2 separate regions of the Hordeum vulgare genome follow, and region 2 is linked to region 1. A link is a contact called in public Hi-C data. All regions are on one chromosome and are shown on one strand. The core of a region is the stretch at or near the end of the contact, and the rest is flanking DNA. Distances in the headings are between cores, read along the strand shown.

Region 1 (2,700 bases), core at 59-2,558:
AGAGGGACTGCGGTATCCCAGCCCACTAGGGTTCAAATCTTGGTGCTCGCATTTATTTCTAGATTTGTCTCAGGATTTCCGGCAATGCGCATTCAGTGGGAGGAGACATTCCCGTCGATGACGAGGTGACTACGGTGACTTTGTAAATTTCAAGATGATATGTCAGCTAAGTTTTTCGAAGGTGCTCATAGGGATATGGCGTGTGTGTGCGTTCATACGGGCGAGTGTATGCGAGTGTATATGAACAATTGCGTCTGTGCTGTGTTAAAAGAAGATTTAGCTATCGTTAGCATGAGTAACTATATATATGTGAGAGAATAGTGAAGCACACACAAGTTTGCACAACCACACCATATCGAAACTATCTTGCGCAACCTAAATATGCCACTAGTGCTATGGTACTATCCTATCTTGAGCACGCCATGTGATACTATCATATCTCAAGTACGCGGTGTGCGTCGAAACATGTATGTTGGTATTATACATCGTCAACTCTAGGATGCATGCGACCCCAAAAGAAATCTGACCATCTCACACGAGAGCCGCCGTTCAGATATAGTCAGATATTGGCAACGTAGCGTGACGCAAACCACGTCTCCGAGCTATCGTTGGTTTCCGTAACACGAGATCAACATATCACGACCATTTGCTGTGACACAAACTTGGTATCTAGTATGCTCGCCAACCACCCAAACACGGATGCCATCCAACTTCAAACTTACTAGCTATATTAATCACCAGAGCTTTCTAGCAGTAACTTCACGTGGACGCAGATCTACCCATCAACTGATAACGTGCCAGATAATCACATCACGTACCTCTTTTTTCTCTCGCCAGGATCATCATGTACATATTATTTCCCAAGACAAGGTAATAAGGCCGGTCATAACTGGGCGGTGGTAATTTCGCATACAGCAAAACAGGGGATCACTACATCACAATTTGCTATAATAAGCCCAATACCATCATAAAATCATGAAGCACGTTAATTAAATTCACGGCAAAACTTCATGCGCACAACATCAAGGCATGCCCATCGGCAGCAATGCTGGCTATTGATTGATTGATTTTGATTCACAGATATGGACCTGGCAGCACAGCATGGATATCCCTGGCTGACTGCCAGTCCTCCTCCCGTGGTGGTAAAAGAGGGTTGTGCGAAGTGGTAGGGAGGCCGGTGCGTATCTCGCGGGTGTCAGCCACCAGCCAGGGGCTGGGTTTGTTATAAACCCTAGCGTAGCGGCGGCGGGGCAGCGAGAGAAGAGAGAGAGAGAGAGAGGGAGGGGGGAGGGGCCGCCCGTCGGACGTCGTGCGCGGCGCAGGGTTTTGCCGAGATTTTCCTAAAAAAGGGGCATCGCCACCGTACCGAGAAAAGAAAAGGGAATACGAGGCGAAAAAACACACAAACTCCTCTCCCATCGCCTCGCCTCTGCCCTCATCTTCCTCCCCGTTCGGTTGGCTCCTTCCCTCACGATTGGTGCCTGGCCGCCCGCCGCCATCGCCATGGACGGCCTGCACGGCGCCGACGCCTGCTTCTCCCCCGGGAGGGCCATGTCGCCGCAGGTCAGGCCCCCCGCCGGCCCGCCGGACGTAGGCAGGTAAGGGACACGCACGGACGGCGGCTGAGATTGGGTCTCGCCTCTTCTTGTTAAGGATTGGCTCTTTTCTTGGTGGACGGCCTCGCTGAATCGGTTGCCTCTGTTTTCCTCCCCTCCTCCTCCTCCTCCTGCGCCCGCCTGTGCCCGTCGGATTGGATGGCGTCGGTGCCGCAGCCACTACTTGTCGGAGCTGCTGCAGGAGCACCAGAAGCTCGTCCCGTTCACGCAGGTGCTGCCAATCTGCAGCAAGCTGTTGGGCCATGGTGAGAGCCTCGATTCGCTTCCTCGCCGCCGCCGCCCCGTTTGCCATTATTGGCTTAGATTGGAATTCGTCCTCGCTGATTCGCCGCGGCCGGATTTCTCTCTTGTTGATGCAAACTTACTTGCTCACTTGACTCTGTTTCGGCCTCAAGAACCAGTCTTCTTTGTGTGCGTCGTAGGCCTTGAAAGCATGTAGTAGTATGTAGCTTGATTCATACGATTCTTCGGTGCCAGCAAGTTTTTCATGTACCTTTTCTTGCTAATGCCATCTTCTGATGTTTGCTGTTGTGTTCGTGCTGCCAGAGATAATGCGGGTGTCCTGCCTGCTGAAGCACCAGCATGGTGGGGACTTTGAGAGGCTGCCGCCCATGGCGAGCCCAAACCAGATGCATCATCACCCGTCGCCCCCCATGCCTAATTTCTGTGGAAATGGTTTTGGCCCGTGGAACGGGGCGCATCCAGAGGTAATTGCCTTGGTCACCTGACATGAGGGTGGCATATTCAGTCATCCATCATGTCTGATCGCATCAGCTGGTAATTAATCTTTAAAAAGAATGAAATACAAGATCTTGGTGATGTGAAGGTTGCAGCTATATCTTTGCACCTTTCGTAAGTTGCATCCATCATATGATGCCATATTGCTTTGTTAATTGTATATTATGTTATCACATCATATGCAGTCCCCGTACTTCCACTTGATGATAACATGGAATGGATGGGATAAGTTGCATCCTCACCACCACATTTGATCGCTCGTATTCTGAGGCATTCAATCTCAGCCTTAAGCCTATCTCTCTTGTTGCATACTTGCCATCAAGACAGAACTCAGGGCTGTAAAGGA
Region 2 (2,700 bases), core at 95-2,594, 140 kb after region 1:
ATTGAAAACGTTCAATATTGATATATCTTATCAAAGACACATATGGTCATATTATACCTGACACGGGACACAAGTCCATGTGAGATGGTGAAGTGATAATGGACATGAAGTTCCACATCTGAGTACCATCGGAGCACTCATGTATATTGCAAAGTAAGTCAGTCCTGACACTATTTTTTTGGCAATTTATTGAGAGTGCAATCCCCAATAAAAGGTATAATGGTTGGTGTAAGAAATATCTTCGGATATGTCCAAGACACAAACAGTCTTGATTAATTCCATTGAGATAATTAAGATGGGACCATGGTGTGATATCCTGATAGTGGCTGATAATCCGATCCCAACAATGCCATATCAAAAACTGGATTTAATGGAAGAGTATTCTGAGTGAAGCCTTCAGAATAGACTCTAAATGAGTCCTTCCTATAATCATTCGGCAATAACTATGTTTGAAGCATGACAAGATATACATGAGATTCATTGGAATCAAAGATCATTATCTACCAAGATAATATCACTTGTATTGCTTATGGGTTATATTTATCCTCGTGGATTACAGAAATGTAAGAGAATAATCTGCAAACAAATTATTGTGAGATTCACAATGTCTCTACCAACGTTTATATTCCAGAATCGCATTCGTGGAATTGGTATGAGACAACATTGATGTTTGCAAAATTCAGGGGAAGTAAAATCCCATGTTATAACCTGTTGGTGATCTTCGGATCATTCATATTGTACTCTTTTTCCCTTTATGAGTTTTCCAAGATGGTTTCTCATATAAGGTTTTTAACGAGATAATATAAATACAAGTGCGGATGTATGCCATATTGGTTTCTCCTTATATTTTTTCCACTGGGTTTTAAAGGAGTTTTCGATGGCATATTATTATAAGGTTTCTCCTCAATTTTTCCCACAAGATTTTTGAAGAAGTTTTCAGTTTTCAATATACAGATGATGAATTGATCAAGGGGGAGTGTTGAGAAATAAAACATGTGATCAATTGTATGGGAGGGATGCCTTCCAGGAGGTGTCTGTTGGGGAAAATGTGTCTTCTCAACACATCCCTTCATCTTGTATATAAGTGGGTCTCCCACATTGCAATAAAACTAGTGGATCATTTGGACTCTATGTCTCTTTGCATTCATTCTACAATCGATACACCGTGGTAGGAACACATGGGCCCACCCGACAGTCGCACGGCGATGGACACCAGCCGTCGCCGTCGCCGTTGCCGTAGGACGCATCGGTCGGATCGGATTCCGTTCCGTTCAAATTCAAAATTCCCTAGCCGGTGGCCGTGTGCGTCTCACAAAGGCCGGCCACTCCCTCTCTCTCCAAAAGGCCACGGAAAGACTTTGACCCTCCCCTTTGACCCGCGTCTCGCCCTCCGCGTAGGCACACACGAGAGAGGAAAAGGCGCGGCCGCCCATGGCGACGACGGAGGCGGGCAGCGCCGGCGCGGGCGCCGCCTACGAGGAGGAGCGCCGGAAGCGGATCCTCGACAACCTCAAGCACCTCGAGGTAGGCATTGGTACTCTCTCGCTCGGAAACGCCCAGCGAACCAGCACCAACCAATCCCCTTCCCTCCCCCCCTTTTCTTACGCGCAGTAGCAGATGCGCGAAAGATGAGGCATTTCGCGACGATGCTCGCTGCCGATTTGCCTCTGGATTCTTCGCCCTGGCCGGCTTGGGATTTTCTTTTAAAGAAAAAAAAACTAATTTCTTTGCCTCTTTCCCCCCTTTCCGCAGGATTTGGGAATATCCAAGATGGCCAAGAGTTTGATCCAGGCCACGAGACAGCCGGACAAGGTGCGCGCATCGCAGCAACTGTACTTTCAATCCGGGATCCAGTGTGTGTGTTAGGGGGTTTGAATCTGTGCGGTTGCCATCGGTTGATTCGATGTCCTTGTTTCTGCAGAGCGCTCGCGCCAGCCCAAAGCCCAGGAAGAAGTTCGATGCTAGCACTGAAGTCAGGCGCTCCTCCAGGGCCAGGACCACTGTCTCCTACAAGGATGATGTGAGTTCTCTTTAGGCTGTCCGCTTCGTGAGATTTGTTTACTTTCATTTCTGAAAATTGACAAAAATAATAATTGTACCCTACTTTGTTTGAAGGAGCGTATTATTGAATTCATGCTCCAACCAACTTATCTAAAAAATCAAACTGATGGAGAAAGAAAGACAATATGTTTCAACACTCCTCTTACGTCTAGGTTATTTTAGTCCTTAGACGTGGGATCGATGTACACCGCATAATCTTTTTGTTTTAATACTGTGTTGGTAGGGTCTTGAGCTCAAGACCTCTTTGCTTTGATACTAGTATATTAAATTCATGCTTCAACCAACTCATCCAAAAGTTCGAATTGATGAAGGAAGACGGGCAATATATTTCAACGCGTATATGCTTGTGAAAGTTGTTTCTGCCATTCTTGCAATCTGATGCATCGGTTGGGATGGGGTTTGTAATTGTATATCATCGGGGTCGCACTCCTTGGAAGCTCCGCTCTCGGGAGGGTCCAGAAAAAACGCATCTGACCCCATGTCGTCCCTAGGGCGGCTCGGGGGATCCATACCTGCTCCGCTGAGCGAAGCCCGCGCCGGAGGACAGCGGCGGCGGGGCTCTCCACGCGTGCGATTGCCTTAGCTTGTGGTGTGAGCCCGTGGTGGTGGGAGGCTCGTCCTCGGCGTCTTCGGCCGGCG

Evidence for each region. A called contact is a pair of places that touch in the nucleus more often than the background predicts.
Region 2: a contact with region 1 is called in a Hi-C map of leaf, with 2.7 times the contacts expected there. The contact joins the promoter of LOC123444582 here to the promoter of LOC123444548 in region 1. A contact is called at or near these places in 3 of 6 Hi-C or Micro-C datasets (leaf and seedling) and 1 of 1 datasets of contacts at active chromatin or transcription factors (embryo).

Annotation. Positions count from the first base shown.
Region 1 is chr1H:452,105,209-452,107,908 of MorexV3_pseudomolecules_assembly, forward strand. It overlaps LOC123444548 (KH domain-containing protein SPIN1-like), which reads left to right and starts at 1,309. Exons shown (of 7, transcript XM_045121313.1): 1 at 1,309-1,598; 2 at 1,773-1,861; 3 at 2,163-2,323. The coding sequence starts at 1,504.
Region 2 is chr1H:452,249,228-452,251,927 of MorexV3_pseudomolecules_assembly, forward strand. LOC123444582 (B3 domain-containing protein Os05g0481400) reads left to right here and starts at 1,345. Exons shown (of 7, transcript XM_045121362.1): 1 at 1,345-1,524; 2 at 1,753-1,812; 3 at 1,922-2,020. The coding sequence starts at 1,432.